Linked DNA regions of Mus musculus: regions 2 and 3 are each linked to region 1. Evidence: chromatin contacts called from public HiChIP or PLAC-seq data. All regions are on one chromosome and are shown on one strand. The core of a region is the stretch at or near the end of the contact, and the rest is flanking DNA. Distances in the headings are between cores, read along the strand shown. Region 1 holds the start of Zfp873 (zinc finger protein 873). Region 2 holds the start of Tle5 (TLE family member 5, transcriptional modulator). Region 3 holds the start of Tle6 (transducin-like enhancer of split 6).

Region 1 (4,802 bases), core at 1,183-3,682:
CAGGGCAGGGCATGATGTGAGGCGTTGAGACCCAGCTTTGCCTCTGTCTGCAGCCTTCAGCTCTCATGGCTGCTCACTGGTGGCACCTCTGGAGCATCCAGCAATCTCTTCCTTTGGTTTGCTTTGGATGTGTGCTTTCCCATGGTTGGCTCTTTAGGCTGTTGCATATTCACTAGAGCCTTCACAATGTGGAGGGTAAACAACAACATAAAAAACAAAACAAAAAACCAATGTGGAGGGTTAGGACCTCTGTTAATACCTGAATATCTTTTGGAGGCACATGACTACCAAAATATGCATAATTTCTGATAATATTCATTTTCTGGTATTATATTAAAGGCACTTTGTAAAAGGGAAGACCACAATATTGAAGGACATAAAAAAGGTTTAGAAGATGTAGAAGGTAATTTTCATGTGCAAGAGGATATACTCATGTACCTCTGAAGAAATTGTAATATAACCTGAAGTTTTAAGGAAAAGCTACAGTGTAAATAAGGCCAGCTTTGTGATGCTTTTTTTGTTTGTTTGTTTTTGTTTTTTTCTGGCTGTCCTGGAACTCACTCTGTAGACCAGGCTGGCCTTGAATTTAGAAATCTGCCTGCCTCTGCCTCCCAAGTGCTGGGATTAAAGGCATGTGTCACCACTGCCCAGCGTGATGCTTATTAAATTCTCATAATGCCACATACCCCAATGCCAGGTACCTGATCAATGTTTTGAGGGCATTTTTTCTAAGAAACAACACAAGGAAAGAATGCCTTAACAGATGTCACAATTTTAGTGATAGCCACATGAGAGCCATGTTGTACAACTGCCTGTCCATTTGGGTTCACACCATTCAATTATTGTAAAAGGCATAAGCATTGTTGAGTGTGTGCCTTAGTTACGGTTCTATTGCTATGAAAAAACACCATGACCATGGCAAGTCTTATAAAGAAATCTATTTAGTTGGGGCTGGCTTACATTGTCAGAGGTTCAGTCCATTATCATCATGGTAGGAGCATAGCAGTGAGCAGGCAGTCAAGGTGTTGAAGGAGCCAAGAGTTCTACATCTTGATCTGATTGTACCCAGTACAGGACAGGCTGTCTTCCCTAGGTAGCCACGAGGAGGCAGTCTCCCACACTGGATGAAGCTTGACCATAGGAGCCTCAACACCCACCTCGCTAAGTGCCACACATCTTCCAAGGCCATACCTACCCCAACATTGACACACCTGAGTCGTGCCAATCCCCATGGGCCAAGCACATTCAAACCACCACATTCCATTTCCTGGCCTTACATCCTTGTTTAAACACACAAGTCTATAGGGGCCATCATAGCCACAATGCAAAAGTCCCCATAGTATATCATAGTCTCAACAATGTTTAAAAGTCCAAAGTTCAGAGTCTCTTCTGAGACTTATGCAATCTCTTAACTGTAATCACCTGAAAAAAAATCTCAATCATAATGGAAATTGTGTATTTTCAACATCACAGGATGCACATGACCAGTCCAAAATTATAGTGAGGAAATACTGGACCAAAGCCAGACCAGAAATCAGCTGGGGAAACGCCAAACTCTGCATTTTCATGTCTAATCTCTAACTCCTTTCAGCTTTGGTGACTGAAACACAATTCTTTCTCTTGGCTGGCTCCACTTCCTATTAGCAGTTTTCCTTGGCAGGTATTCTATGGCTCTGGCATCTCTAATATAGTCTCCGAGGCAACTTCAACTTCACACCTTCTTGTTCCAATGTTGGGGATCCACACACATTATCTTCTGGGCTCCTCCAAAGGGCTTGAGTCATATCTCCAGCTCTGCCCTCTGTAGCACTCTGCGCTGTTCTTGGTGATCATCCCTTGGTTTTGGGCTCTCCAGTATGCTCTGGTCTTGTGCTCCAACTAGGCTCCATCAATAGCCTCTCAGGCAGACCAAGAGATCGGGAATGTAAAGGGTAGATGAAAAATAAAAATACATCCCCACCCCTAGGTAATCTAAATGGTTGGATTATAAAGGGAAGGGCCGCTGTGGGAAGCAGGGCTGTAGAAGTTCAGGGTAGGGTCGGGGCATGCCAGCCAACTCTGTAAGCAGTATGGACTGAGGGATGCAGGGAGAAGTTGACAGACAGCCTCTGCGCTGATAAAGTACCCACCTTAGTTTTTTATCCCTGGTTGTAGGACCTAACATTCTGTGCCCAGGAGGAAGAAGGGGAAATACCTACTGTGTGAAGGAGAAGTGCCGGAATGACTTTGCAATCCAGGCACAAGTTCAGCTGCAATGCCAATCTCCACAGCTCTGGGAAAGTTCTGTCCCTGCAAACCACTGTGCATTGTCCCTGTAAGGCACTCTTGACTCTAGAGTGTTAGCGCCTGTCACAGAGGCCTTATTAACCAATCAGAGCCTGGATTCGGACTGCCAGTCAGAACGGAGGCGGGCACTTCCGCCACCATGCTGCAGGTTTGACTGTGAGTCTTAGGGAAGCTCTTGTGGTTCTGTGTGCTGCTTTTTCAACTGCTGCTAGGAGCTGTGAGGAGAGTGGGTGAGCCCGGAATCCGCACCATGGTGAGCGGGGCCGCCGTCCCCACGCGGGGAGGATCTGCGGGAGCCCGGGGTGCGGGAACCGGCGGCGAGACGCGGGGCCCGGTGTGATTCCCTTTGTTCCCCCTGAGGTCCCCTCATCTCCCAGGCGGAGGCGGGACCTCTGATCGACTTAGTTCCCCTCTCTGCGCCTGCGTACAACTTGGGACGCCGGACCTGCTGTCCGCAAAGTGCAAAGCACCATTCAGTGCACGCGCATGCGCGGGTTTCACGGTAGCCAGATTTTCTGACTTGCAGAGCTCTAGTTTCTCTAGAGTCTTCTAGAAGTTCTTCACTTGGCATTTGCCATTCAGGTGTGGGCTCCATCTCCAGTGAATTCTGCGCAGGTGTAAAGTCTGTGCTATTAACACATTCGCATGCAGATGCCACCGTGGTCCAATCCCATGTGTAAGACCAGACTTACTGGGTTACCTACATTAACTGTGTTGCTGTTTCTGAGTGCTCTCTCGTGTTTTGTTGGTCTCTTTCTTTCTCAAACAGCACAGTCTTTATCGCAGGTGTAGGGTAACTTAGAAGCCAGACGGTGTCACTGTGCTGTTTATTCAGCCTTGTGTGTTCATGTTTTCTTTCATGCTGACCTTTTGTCATCGGCTTTCTGTCGTTCATTGCAGAAATCGTTAGACTCTTTAGTGGACGTTTGTTGAATCCATAGCTCAGATTGTGTCCTGCAATAATACTGAGACTTCTTGTCTACAATCTTGCAATTTCTCTCCTTTGATTGAATTCGTTGATTTTTTTTTTTTTATTATATATTTATAGTTTTGGCAACCGATATTTGTCCCACTTCTGTGTATTTCTGGCCATTTTATCCATGGTGACATATAAGAGATATGGGGATCTGTACTTTTAATTTACTACATTTGTTTCTTGTACACAAGTGTTTGGCTTTCTTGTATTTGTGTTTATCAGTTGGGTGTTTGGTGTCCATAGAAGACCAAAGAGGCCATTAGATGTCGCCACCAGGATCTAGGAATAATTTTTTACCACCATGTTAGTGCTGGGAACCAAACCCAGCTCTTCCACTAGAGCAGAAGTCTTAGTTGCTGAGCCATCTCTTCTGTCTTAAACTTGACAGACTTTGAAAAATTTGCATGTGAGTGTGCCCATTTCACAGGCTGAAAACTGAGGGTTAAGGTGATTGAGGTTTGTTAAAAGTCTTGTGTTTGGGAGTTGGGAGATGTCTCAGAGGTACTGTTTGAGACTCGGTCTGTTTGACACAAGCTAGAGTCAGACTGGCCTGTGGGCAAATGTGTAGGGTATTCTCCTGATTAATGATTGATATAATAGTGCTTACCCCACTGTGTTTGGTGCCACCATGGCCACCAGTCAAGATCATTTGTACTTTTGTGGCTAGGAACAATTGCTGAGGACCAGCCTCAGTTGTTTTGGGGTTCTTGAGAATGGGAGGATTGGACCAGTGTGAAGTCAAGAGTCTCAGGCAATGATGCAGGCTCAAGCTGACAGGTGACTCATAGTTGTTCAGAAGCTGAGCTCAGAGACAGCTTTCTGGTTTGTCTTTTCTTTTTCTCTCTGAGTTCATCTCAGGCTTTTATTGGTTACACACTTCCTTGTTATGCAGTAATACATAATCCAAAGCCTTTTCATTACTTTTCTCAAGCACATTAGTTTTTCTGAAAAACCTCATGTAACTATGCCACCAGAAAGCATAATGCACACCCAAAGACACAGTTTAGTGTCTGCTAAAGCAAGTTTTACATTAACCTTTATCTCTCAGAAAAAACTCCACATCACAGGTCATCTAGGCATGAACATATGGTTATAGCATTAGCATGAAAACAGAATGGTGCCTAAACAGGTCAGGATAATGTTAATATTTTTAACTTGTCTAAAACTTGCAAGATCTCTTTATTAAGATATATTCATTTATATATCTATTTCTACAGTACTTTCCAAACTTTTCTTCATATGCAATATTCATTCCTCTTGCAACTTCCCCTAGGGCTCCTTCACAAGCCCAAATCCTATCTCTTAAAACTTGTACTCTAATTTCCTTAGGCAAATGATGCCAGGGGAGTCAAATCATTATGTTCCTATCTTTCCAGGAAGGTCAGCTCACTAATCCAATAGATCCAGCTATTACTTCCTCTGTCTTGTCCCTTGTATTTTCTATGGACAGCCCTGCCCCTAGGCCCAGTGTTCCTTTTCCTTGCCTGTCCTCCTTGCTTCCTGAGGATCACCTATAGTACCCTCAGCTGTACCTCCAGCA
Region 2 (4,802 bases), core at 652-3,151, 490 kb before region 1:
ACTCAGCACTAGACTAACTAAGTAACTAAGTAACTACTTAGTAGTTACTACAAGATAAACTGTGCCATCCTGGAGGCTGGAAAGTCAAGGCAGGGATGTGACCACATAGGACCAGCTGCTGCTGTGACACCTGACACCTCTGGCCCTGTTGGAATCAGGGACTGCCAGAAAGCCACAGAAAGGTCGATGATCACAGGGAAGGCTGGTCTCATGCATGAGGGCCATGAGTTCAGGGTCTTCCTCTGCTCCAGAGTTCCAGACCAGCCTGAGCTACATGAGACCCTGTTTCTATAAAATAAAATAAGACAATGTCACAGGTCAACAGTGGGACCCTTATCCAAAAGTCCTGTGAGCAGGATATGGGTCGGTATCAGGAGCAGCCGCGTGGACTCCTGCCTCCGGGATACCAGAATCAGAGGCCTGGTCCTGTCTCTTGAGGCCTGCAGTCTCTAAGGCTTCCTCTTACCTTCCTCTGCCCTCTGTGGCTAGGGGAGGTCCCAATCTCTCCCCACCGGGGTTTGCCATAGCCATGGCCTGGCTGAGCTTGGCTGGCCACTGTAACCTCTCCTCTCTAACCTCGTGGCCATTTGAGTATGACACTCAGTGATATTCGTCTCTGTCTGTCTCAGGTAAGGAAATGTTTGAGACAGGGTCTTGTTATACAGCTCAAGCTAGCCTGAAATTGTAGGAATCCTCCTGCCTCAGCTTGCTCTGAAGTGTTGGGGTAAATAGTATTGGCCCAAAGAACTATTTTATTTATTTTATTATTATTATTATTATTATTATTTTTTTTAGTTTTTCGAGACAGGGTTTCTCTGTATAGCCCTGGCTGTCCTGGAACTCACTTTGTAGACCAGGCTGGCCTCGAACTCAGAGATCCACCTGCCTCTGCCTCCCGAGTGCTGGGATTAAAGGCGTGTGCCACCACGCCCGGCTCCTATTTATTTTTTATTATTTTTTAAGACAGGGCTCATGGAGCCCTGGCTGCCCTGGAACTCACAAGGTGGGCTTGAATTTACAGAGATCTGCCTGCCTCTGCCTCCCAAGGGCTTAGATTAAAGGCTTGTGTTACCACACCAGCATATTTGTTTTAATCATTTGTTTTTGTTTTGTTTTGTTTTGTTTTTGGACAGGTCTCACCTCAGTAAGCTGGGTCACAGGTTGATGCTGAATTTTCGATAATCCTCCTGCCTCAGCTTCCCAAGTGTTGGGATCACACTAGGACCTGGGGAACTCTTACCTTTTATTTATGAGACAGGTCTCTCTTTGTAGCCCTGGTTGTCCCAGAAGTCTCTATGTAGACCAGGCTGGTCTCAAATCAGAGATCCACCTGCCTCTGCCCTGAGTGCTTGGATTAAAGGTGTCGGCCACCACCACCTCCTGTGGCCCGATTTAACTTTTTCATGTTTTGAGATAAGGGCTCCTATAGCCCAGGCTGTATTCACTGTGTAGATCAGGCTGGCTTCCACCTACCTCAACCTACCCAGCACTGGTAATAGGTCTTGTACCCCAGAACAAACCATGTCTTACTTTTTGTTGTTTTAAGACAGGCTCTCTGGTAACCCAGGCTGGCCGAGAACTCTTGATCCTCTTGCCTCTGCACCCCAGTCATTAGATTACAGGACTGGGCCCCCATCCTACCTCTGTGGGACAGGTGTCACTCTACTGCCCAGTGTGGCCCCCAGCCGTGCCAACCCTCCCGACTCCAAAGAGGACATAGCACACTGTAGGCACTCCATAAATCCACCGTGAAGCCTGGGTGTCCAGGCTGCGAGTCTGTGGCCTTGGGACTGGGGGCGGGGGGCACTGAGGCAGGCCTCCAGCTGGGGTTCCGGGCCGTGGCGGGGGCGGGGCGCGCGGGGCCAAGGTCACGGGTGGGGCGTCCGGGCCTGCGCAGTGCCGGGCGCGGCAGGTGGAGCGGGAGCCCGGGCGGCACCGCGTCGCCATTACACAATAGCGCGGGCGGCGCGGGCGGGCGGCGGGCGGCGCAGGAGGCGGGACGCGGGGCCCCGGAGCTGTCGATCGGGGACAAAGCGCGGCCGCCCGGCGCCCCCCGAGCCGCCCGAGCCGGGGCGCAGCCCGCGCCCCCCGCGACTGACATGATGTTTCCGCAAAGCCGGCACTCGGTAAGGGGAACCCCGCGCACTGCACCCCAGAGCTCTCCCTGCACCCCCAGCTCAGCTCACTGCACCTCCGGCGCTCACCCTGCACCCCAGCTCATCTCACTGCACCCCTTCTAGGTCGGATCCCGTCTCTCTCCCCGCCCAGGGCCTGTCCCAGGGGCTCCCTACGCTTCCCCAGCTCCCACAGGCCTGTTCTGTCCCCCCAGCCCTGGGCTCTTCCCCAAGGTCCTTGCACCCCACAACCCAGACCCTACGCACCCCACCAGTCCAGCACTGCATCCTTCAGCCCGGATCCCTGAACTTTGATCCCTGCCCTGAGTCCCCTCACCGCCTCCCCCACACCTCGCCCAACCCGACTCCAAGGTCTTCTTCCACCCCCACCCCCCACCCCCGGGCTCCGGATCAGCCCGCACCCCACTGCAGCCGCATTCGGCCTGTCTTCCTGACCTGGGGCTCAGGCCCAGAGCTGCAGCACCCCAGTCACAAGCCCATCATCCCCTCACCCCAGACGCGCATGTCCTCCAGCCCTAGATCTTGCATCCCCACCTCGGTGCACCCCCCCCCCCCCAGGCCCAGCTCTCTAAGAGCTTCAGACTGGCCTGCCACCAAGTCCAAGGCCCTGCACCCACCATCACCTCGGCCCTGCACTTCTTTCCACCTCAGATCTGCCCTGGCCCCAAGTCTGGTGCCCTCTACCCCCCAATACAGTTCCCGCACCCCCTGTCTCTCTCTCCAGCCCTGTCGGGCCTGGCGTCACCATCCGGGCCCAGCGCCACCCCCAGCCTGGCTCCGCGTCCCTCCTCCAGCTGCAGGCCCCGCACCCCAGCGGCCTTCCTCCTCCCAGCCCCCATCCTGCACCCTCAGCACTAGGGTTGGGGAGACCCTGTGCCCGTATAATGTCCAGTGCTCCCTTGTCCGGAGCCGGATACCCCGCAGTCTTCCCACCCCCCGCCCCCCCAGCACTAGGCTCCGTCCCTCTCATGTCCAAGCCCATCTGTCGTCTCCCACACCAGCTCCCAGTGGCCTTGCTCCCCACACCCTGCCCCTAGCCTTGCTCCCCAGATCCGAGATCTTACACCCTAACTCCTGACCCAGTGCCCTCAGATGCCGGCCCTGTACATATCCCACCCCCCTCGCTCCCCAGCCCCCCAGCTTCCAGCTCTCCCTAACTCCCAGGCCATGATTTCTCTGTGGCTTTGGCTGGGGCCTGGGCAGCTTTGGGGGGGTCCCTTCCTGAAGAGCACACCCGTGAGGAAACAGGTGTGATGGGGGTACTCCCAGGAAATGTAGGGTGGTAAGTTAGGTGCCTCTTCCATGCCGGCTTTGAAGGGAGGCCTGTGCCACCCTGATTGACTTAGAGGGGCTTTCTGGGGAATTCCTCTGGGAGCATCTGGAGGACAGAGGTGCACCCCGCCCCATGGGTGCCCGCCCCTCCCAAATGACCAGTGTGTAAAAGTGTCCCCACTGCCTAGGGGCCTCACAGCCCCTTCCTGGCAGCCCAGGAAGTGGGGCATGGGCGGGGCAGGACGCCGCTCACCCTCCTGCCCCCGCAGGGCTCCTCCCACCTCCCTCAGCAGCTCAAGTTCACCACCTCCGACTCCTGTGACCGCATCAAAGATGAGTTCCAGCTGCTGCAAGCGCAGTATCACAGGTGAGCCCGGACCAGGGCACCTCCATGTGTCTGTAGAGTTGTCTGTGGCTTGAAGGAAGGCCGGGTGGGGGGTGCCTCTGTCATCTCAGGGCTCAGGAGGTGGGGCCAAGAGGGTCAGCAGTTCAAGGTCATCCTCAGCTACTTAGCAAGTTGGCCAGCCTGGGCTACATGAGGCCATGTGTCCAAAAACAATCAGCCCCATGGTGTGGAAGAAGAAAGTAAGGCATACAGCGTTCATGGTTCTAGAGGCCCAGTCCCTATGTTTAACACAGGCTAGAGTGGGTGCCCAGAGAGGGTGAGTAATCGGCTCAGGGTCACACAGCCCTACCTTCTTCTGTCCAATTTTGGAGTAGGGTCCCACAGACCCTCCAGCCTGGTCACTCCCACCACAAATACTTTTCTCATTTCTAATGGGTTCCTCATGTGTGAAACTGATCACCCCGAAGCCCAGGGTGTCAGCAGCTTCCGGGGTGTACAGCACAGACGCAGGAAAAGCTAAAGCTGAGCACGGGTCCCCATCTAACCTAGGCTGGGTTTGAGTGGGCTTGGGGATACAGGCAAAACCTTCCAGCTCTCACAGGCAGGTGAATGGAGTCGTTCTGGGCTAGCCTGAGGTACAGAGCAAACCTCTGTCTCAGAAAACAAACTAATAATAATGATGATAATGCCTTTATTTTTTATTTTTTTATATGTAAGTAGCTACACTGTAGCTGTCCTCAGACACTCCAGAAGAGGGCATCGGATCCCATTGTAGATAGTTGTGAGCCATCATGTGGTTGCTGGGATTTGAACTCAGGACCTGAGGAAGAGCAGTCAGTGCTCTTAACCGCTGAGCCATCTCACAGCCAATGACAAAACCTTTAAAAGACCCTTAGATTTCTCTAAGAAAAAAAAGTAAATCTGAGTGTTCGTGGAGTTTTCTATTTAAAAAAAAATGTTATATTTGAGTTTTTGGTATTTATTTTGAGACAGGATCTTATGTGATCCAGGCTTTCCCCAGCTCCCTATGTAGCCAAGGATAGCCTTGA
Region 3 (4,802 bases), core at 770-3,269, 450 kb before region 1:
ACAGGTTTGGTGGCTTAGAACTTGCCATCCTCCTGTCTCAGCCTGCACCACTACAAAAAACAACACCCGGGCTTAAAAACAAACCCAAACAACATTTCACTGGAAACTAGGCTGACTTCCCACTGTCCAGGCACAGCTGGTTCTTTGGGGACAAGGATCCGTCCTGCAGATGTGGGGCCCTGAGAGAAACCCTCACCTGCTGAACTCCTCCGGAAGCTGGTTCACGATGGACAAATACCGACTGGATAAGGTGGAAGGCTGGAAAGGTCAAAGGTCAAAACTATAAAGCCTGCATCTCCCTGAAGTCCCAGGTGTGGAGTCATGTCTAGCTTCCAGCCCTGGATCTCTTTAGGTGTGGCAGAGCATGGTAGAATCTTCTAGGCTCTGGAACAGTGGTTCCCAATCTTCCTAATGCTGCGACCCTTTAGTACAGTTCCTCATGTTGTGGTGACCTCCAACCAAAACATTACTTTTGTTCCTATAACCGTAACATTACTAGCGTTATGAATGCAAAAAGCTGACATTCAGGGTATGGAACCACCAAAGGGTCACGACCCACAGGTTGAGAACCACTGCCCTACAGTCAATTTAGTACACAGACTTCTGATATTACCTTAACTTTTAGAGAAACAAGGAAGGAAAAGAAGGGGAAAGGAGGAGGGAGGAGATATAACTCCTCCCCCAAAGGGTCTATGTAGCCGATTGTTCTGGAATTACCTAGAGCTGGCTGTCCTTGAACTAAAAGATCCACCTGCCTCAGCCTCCCAAGTGTGGATTAAAGCTGGGCAACGATCTTTAATCCCAATATAGTGTTAACACATGGAACTAAAGAGCCACTTGCTAGGAGAGGCTCAGCCCTGACCACACCAGGTGAACACCTAGTGTTAATAATCACCACTTGATTGACATTGGGAAAATGTGGGCCCGGTCTGGTCTATGGGGGTTTTCACCTGCGCTGTCAGGGGTCACAGGTGCAGGCACTGAGGGGCTCAGGCTGGGGTGCAGGCCTTTCATCTTAGCTAGGTAGGCAGGATTGCATGAGCTCCCGGTGCGGGGTGGGGGTGGGGGGGGCAGAGAGAACTAGTCTCCAAAACCCCAAACACAGTAGGAAGAGAGGAAGCTAACTGTGCCCCTCACCACCATTTCTCTCTCACCAAAATTCCACCAAAGGTGTCACTGCTCTGTCTGTGGGAAGTCATCTAGAAGATTCTTGAGGTCACAAATCTGATTAAGTCCTATAAGAACAGGTATAGGTTTTTAGAAGGCAGAAAAGCCGACTCCCACCCCCATCCCCGTAGCCTCTTCATCATCTGGACCCAGCTGGGGAGGAAGCCCCTTCCCCATCCCCATGTCTTCTGCGCTCCCTTTCCCCAAGACCCGGCTTTACTACTACTACTAAGGTTTCAGACACACACCCCCAGCTAAGGGCCTCATTAGTATCTCTTCAGATACCAAGAATAGAGAACCAGGCACCTCCAACTCCCTAGCGGGATCAGCCAGAAATGTGGCTAGTCGTGGACCGTTTGCCAGGCAGGCCGGGCACACGCCTTTAATCCCAGCATTTAGGAGGCAGAAGCAGGCAGATTTCTGAGTTCGAGGCCAGCCTGGTCTACAAAGTGAGTTCCAGGACAGCCAGGAACCAATAAGCCAAAAAACCAAAACAAACCAAAACAAAAAAAGTTTTCCAGGCGTACTAGTTAAGCCTGCATGTGGTGCAAATATATACGCTCAGGCACACACTTAAAACATTTTTCAAAAAAGAATAAAGGAGACAAGAGAAACGACACTTGGTTCACTCCCAAATCACTCAACCTAGGTAAACTCCCCGCTGAAGTCGGTTTTGTGAGGGTCCACACCCCTCCCTCGGGCTCCCTCTTCTCCCGACCCGCCCGCAGGAAGCGGGCTGCCCTCACGCACCACCTCTGAGGTTAGGGAGGCCCCAGGGATCCCAGAGGAAGCCTCTGAGGTCAGCCAGGGTCAGGCCAGGAGGAAGCCCCTCCTGCTGGGCCCCGGGCCATTTGACCCCTCTCACCCCGCCCCTCCAGCCTAGGCCACGCCCTACTAGGCCACACCCACACACCACGCCCCCTGCACCCACCGAGGGAAGCGTGTATCAGGGCCCAGGCCACGGTGCACGTGGGCCCCGGACTCAGCGAACCGCCCCTGCAGGCCCTGACCAATCAGAAGGCGGCGAGCCCACGTGGGCTGCGAGCCAGAATGCTCATTGCTCAGTTTGTGGCCGTGCTGTCAATCACGGAGTTCCTGCTTCGGCTTAACCCTCGCGTTCCAGGTGTGGCGATTCGGGAGCTGGGAGAATTTCAGAGTGTTTGGTGAAAAGTCTGATTATTTGGGGCATTCGAGACGGATCAGCAGGTGAAGGTGATTGCGGCCTAGACGTTTGATCCGAACTCGATCCCTGGGATCCACAGGGTGGACCACGAACTCACAACTCACTCTTGCACGTACACACACACACACACCCCACACACACTTTTCTTTTAAATCTTACTGAAACAGGAGAATCAGGATTCATCCTGGCTGGCCCGCATGTGCCCTGGGCCCTACCCCCAGCACCACTTGAAGACACCTTCATTATCCCAGCACTGGGGAGGTAAAAGTAGGAGGGTTAGGAGTTCGAGGTCGTCCTGAGTTAGATAGCAAATTCCAGGTTAGCTTGGAGTACAGGAGACTGTCTCAAATGAGAGAGAAAGGAAAGACATCGGGCACAAAGCCACACAAGCCCAGACCCCCATATTCAAGGACAGGAAGTGAAGCAGAACCCTGAGCTCCCTGCAAGGCTCAGCCCCCATCCCTGGCCCTGGATGGAGGATCCTGGAGTAAGCTGAGGATGGCCTGGGTTAGAGTGGACTCTCTGGACCTCCCTAGCCTCACTCCTACGTCCACTCCAGCCACAGATGGGGGATGTGAAATTAAACCACAGTCACCACTTTGGACTCGGAGGCAGGGGCAGTGACGGTGAGTTTGGGGCCAGCCTGGTTTCCATAGTACAAGCAGGTGTAAAACAGAAAGGGCTGTGAGAGGGCTTAGTGGGTAAAGCCCATTGCTGCTCAGCTTGAGTTTGATCCCTGCGACCCACACAGTAGAAGGTGAGAATGTGTTCTAATTCCCAAGAAGTGTCCTCTTGCACCCACATACCACACATGAACAAGTGATTGCAACTCAATTAGGCCTCTGTCACAGCAACTTTTCCTTCATTGAAAAGTATTTAAGGGACTGGAGAGATGGCTCAGCAGTTAAGAGCACTGGCTGATCTTCTAGAGGATCCAGGCTCAATTCCCAGCAACCACACGGTGGCTCACAACCATCTATAATGCGATCTGAAGCCCTCTTCTGACTTATAGAGCACTCACATATATTAAATAAATAAATCTCTTTTTTTTGTTTTTTGTTTTTTCGAGACAGGGTTTCTCTGTATAGCCCTGGCTGTCCTGGAACTCACTTTGTAGACCAGGCTGGCCTCGTTCTCAGAAATCCACCTGCCTCTGCCTCCCGAGTGCTGGGATTAAAAGCATGCACCACCACGCCCAGCCTTAAATAAATAAATCTTTAAAAAATATATATTTTAAGGCCAGGCAGTGGTGGTGCATGCCTTTTATCCCAGTTCATGGCAGAGGCAGATGAATCTCTGAGTTTGAGGCCAGCCTAGTCTACTGAGCAGGTTCCAGGACAGCCAGGGCTACACAGAGAAACACGGTCTGGGAACAAACAAACAAACAAATTAAGTGTACAAATGTTTGCTTGCATGCACTCAAACCATGTGTGTGCCAGGTACCCTCAGAAGCCGGAAAAGGGTGTTGGATTTCCTATAACTGGGGCAGACATATGGTGCTGGGTCCCCTGCAGGAACAGCTAGTGCTGGTAACTGCTGAGCCGCCTCTCCAGCCCCATATACATATATACTTTTTCTTTTTATCCCGGCCCTGCTTTTGACCCCATGAGTTTTGCACATACTAGGCCAGTGCTCAAGCCATTACTATCCATTTCAGCCAGGACTGTCATTGACAGGACCAGTGGGACTATAGGATCTTCATTTCCAGAGGGCTGCCCATGGCAGGAAGCTGAAAGGGGAGGGGTAGTCTCTCTCTCTCTCTCTCTCTCTCTCTCTCTCCCTCTAGCGGTCATACCTACTAAGACACGTTAACAACAAATTTACATCAGATGATGTCACCACCACAGCTGAAGCTGCAAAAATATTCAATCATTGTATCAGCTCTGGCCACCATCCAAGTCTGAAAAGGTTAAGTCTATTTGCTGGCTGTGGTGGCTCAGGGCTCTAATCCCCACACTCAGGAGGCAGAGCCAGGATCATCTCCTGTGAGTTCATGTCTCAAAATAACAATAGCAACATTTTTTTTAAAAAGTCCCTTTTGTCTTTTTTTTTTTCAGTCCTGAGAGAGTCAGGGCCTTGTATATGTTGTTTATTGTATTTAATTATTCTATTTACTTATTATTTTACTTAATTCTCTCTCTCCTCTCCCTCTCTCTTTCCAGAGGGTTTCTCTGTGTAGCCCTGGCTGTACTGAAACTCACTCTGTAGACCAGGCTGGCCTGGAACTCAGAAATCTGACCCTGCCTCCTGAGTGTCTTACTTAAATTTATTTAATTCCATAGTGTTGTTTTATTACCACATTTATTTTCGTTATTTCATTCTTGTTACATATTTATTGCAGGTTCTTTTTTTTTTTTTTTTTTTTTTGTCTTTTTTGTTTGTTTGATTTTTGAGACAGGGTTTCTCTGTGTAGTCCTGGCAGTCCTGAAACTGGCTGGCCTTGCACTCACAG

The links. HiChIP or PLAC-seq counts read pairs in DNA pulled down with a chosen protein or histone mark.
Region 2: a contact with region 1 is called in an H3K4me3 HiChIP or PLAC-seq map of embryonic stem cells, with 9 read pairs. The contact joins the promoter of Tle5 here to the promoter of Zfp873 in region 1. A contact is called at or near these places in 1 of 39 promoter capture datasets (cranial neural crest), 1 of 484 Hi-C or Micro-C datasets (nephron progenitors) and 5 of 115 datasets of contacts at active chromatin or transcription factors (astrocytes, embryonic stem cells, stem cell-derived neural progenitor cells and 1 more).
Region 3: a contact with region 1 is called in an H3K4me3 HiChIP or PLAC-seq map of embryonic stem cells, with 35 read pairs. The contact joins the promoter of Tle6 here to the promoter of Zfp873 in region 1. A contact is called at or near these places in 7 of 39 promoter capture datasets (the C10 cell line, the HPC-7 cell line, cranial neural crest and 4 more), 3 of 484 Hi-C or Micro-C datasets (Sertoli cells, forebrain and nephron progenitors), 12 of 115 datasets of contacts at active chromatin or transcription factors (the 230-238 cell line, T-cell acute lymphoblastic leukemia, bone marrow-derived macrophages and 5 more) and 3 of 9 other capture datasets (embryonic stem cells, liver and pancreatic islet).

Annotation. Positions count from the first base shown.
Region 1 is chr10:82,045,691-82,050,492 of GRCm38.p6, forward strand. Zfp873 (zinc finger protein 873) reads left to right here and starts at 2,433. Exons shown (of 4, transcript NM_001319203.1): 1 at 2,433-2,539. The coding sequence starts at 2,537. It overlaps Gm46195 (a long non-coding RNA gene), which reads right to left and starts at 2,358. Exons shown (of 2, transcript XR_001779681.1): 1 at 2,199-2,358; 2 at 757-1,896.
Region 2 is chr10:81,557,543-81,562,344 of GRCm38.p6, forward strand. It overlaps Tle5 (TLE family member 5, transcriptional modulator), which reads left to right and starts at 1,902. Exons shown (of 7, transcript NM_010347.4): 1 at 1,902-2,126; 2 at 3,677-3,774. The coding sequence starts at 2,100.
Region 3 is chr10:81,598,881-81,603,682 of GRCm38.p6, forward strand. Tle6 (transducin-like enhancer of split 6) reads right to left here and starts at 2,020. Exons shown (of 14, transcript NM_053254.2): 1 at 1,918-2,020; 2 at 1,155-1,235; 3 at 197-258. The coding sequence starts at 1,199. It overlaps Gm32024 (a long non-coding RNA gene), which reads left to right. Exons shown (of 3, transcript XR_003949022.1): 3 at 131-490.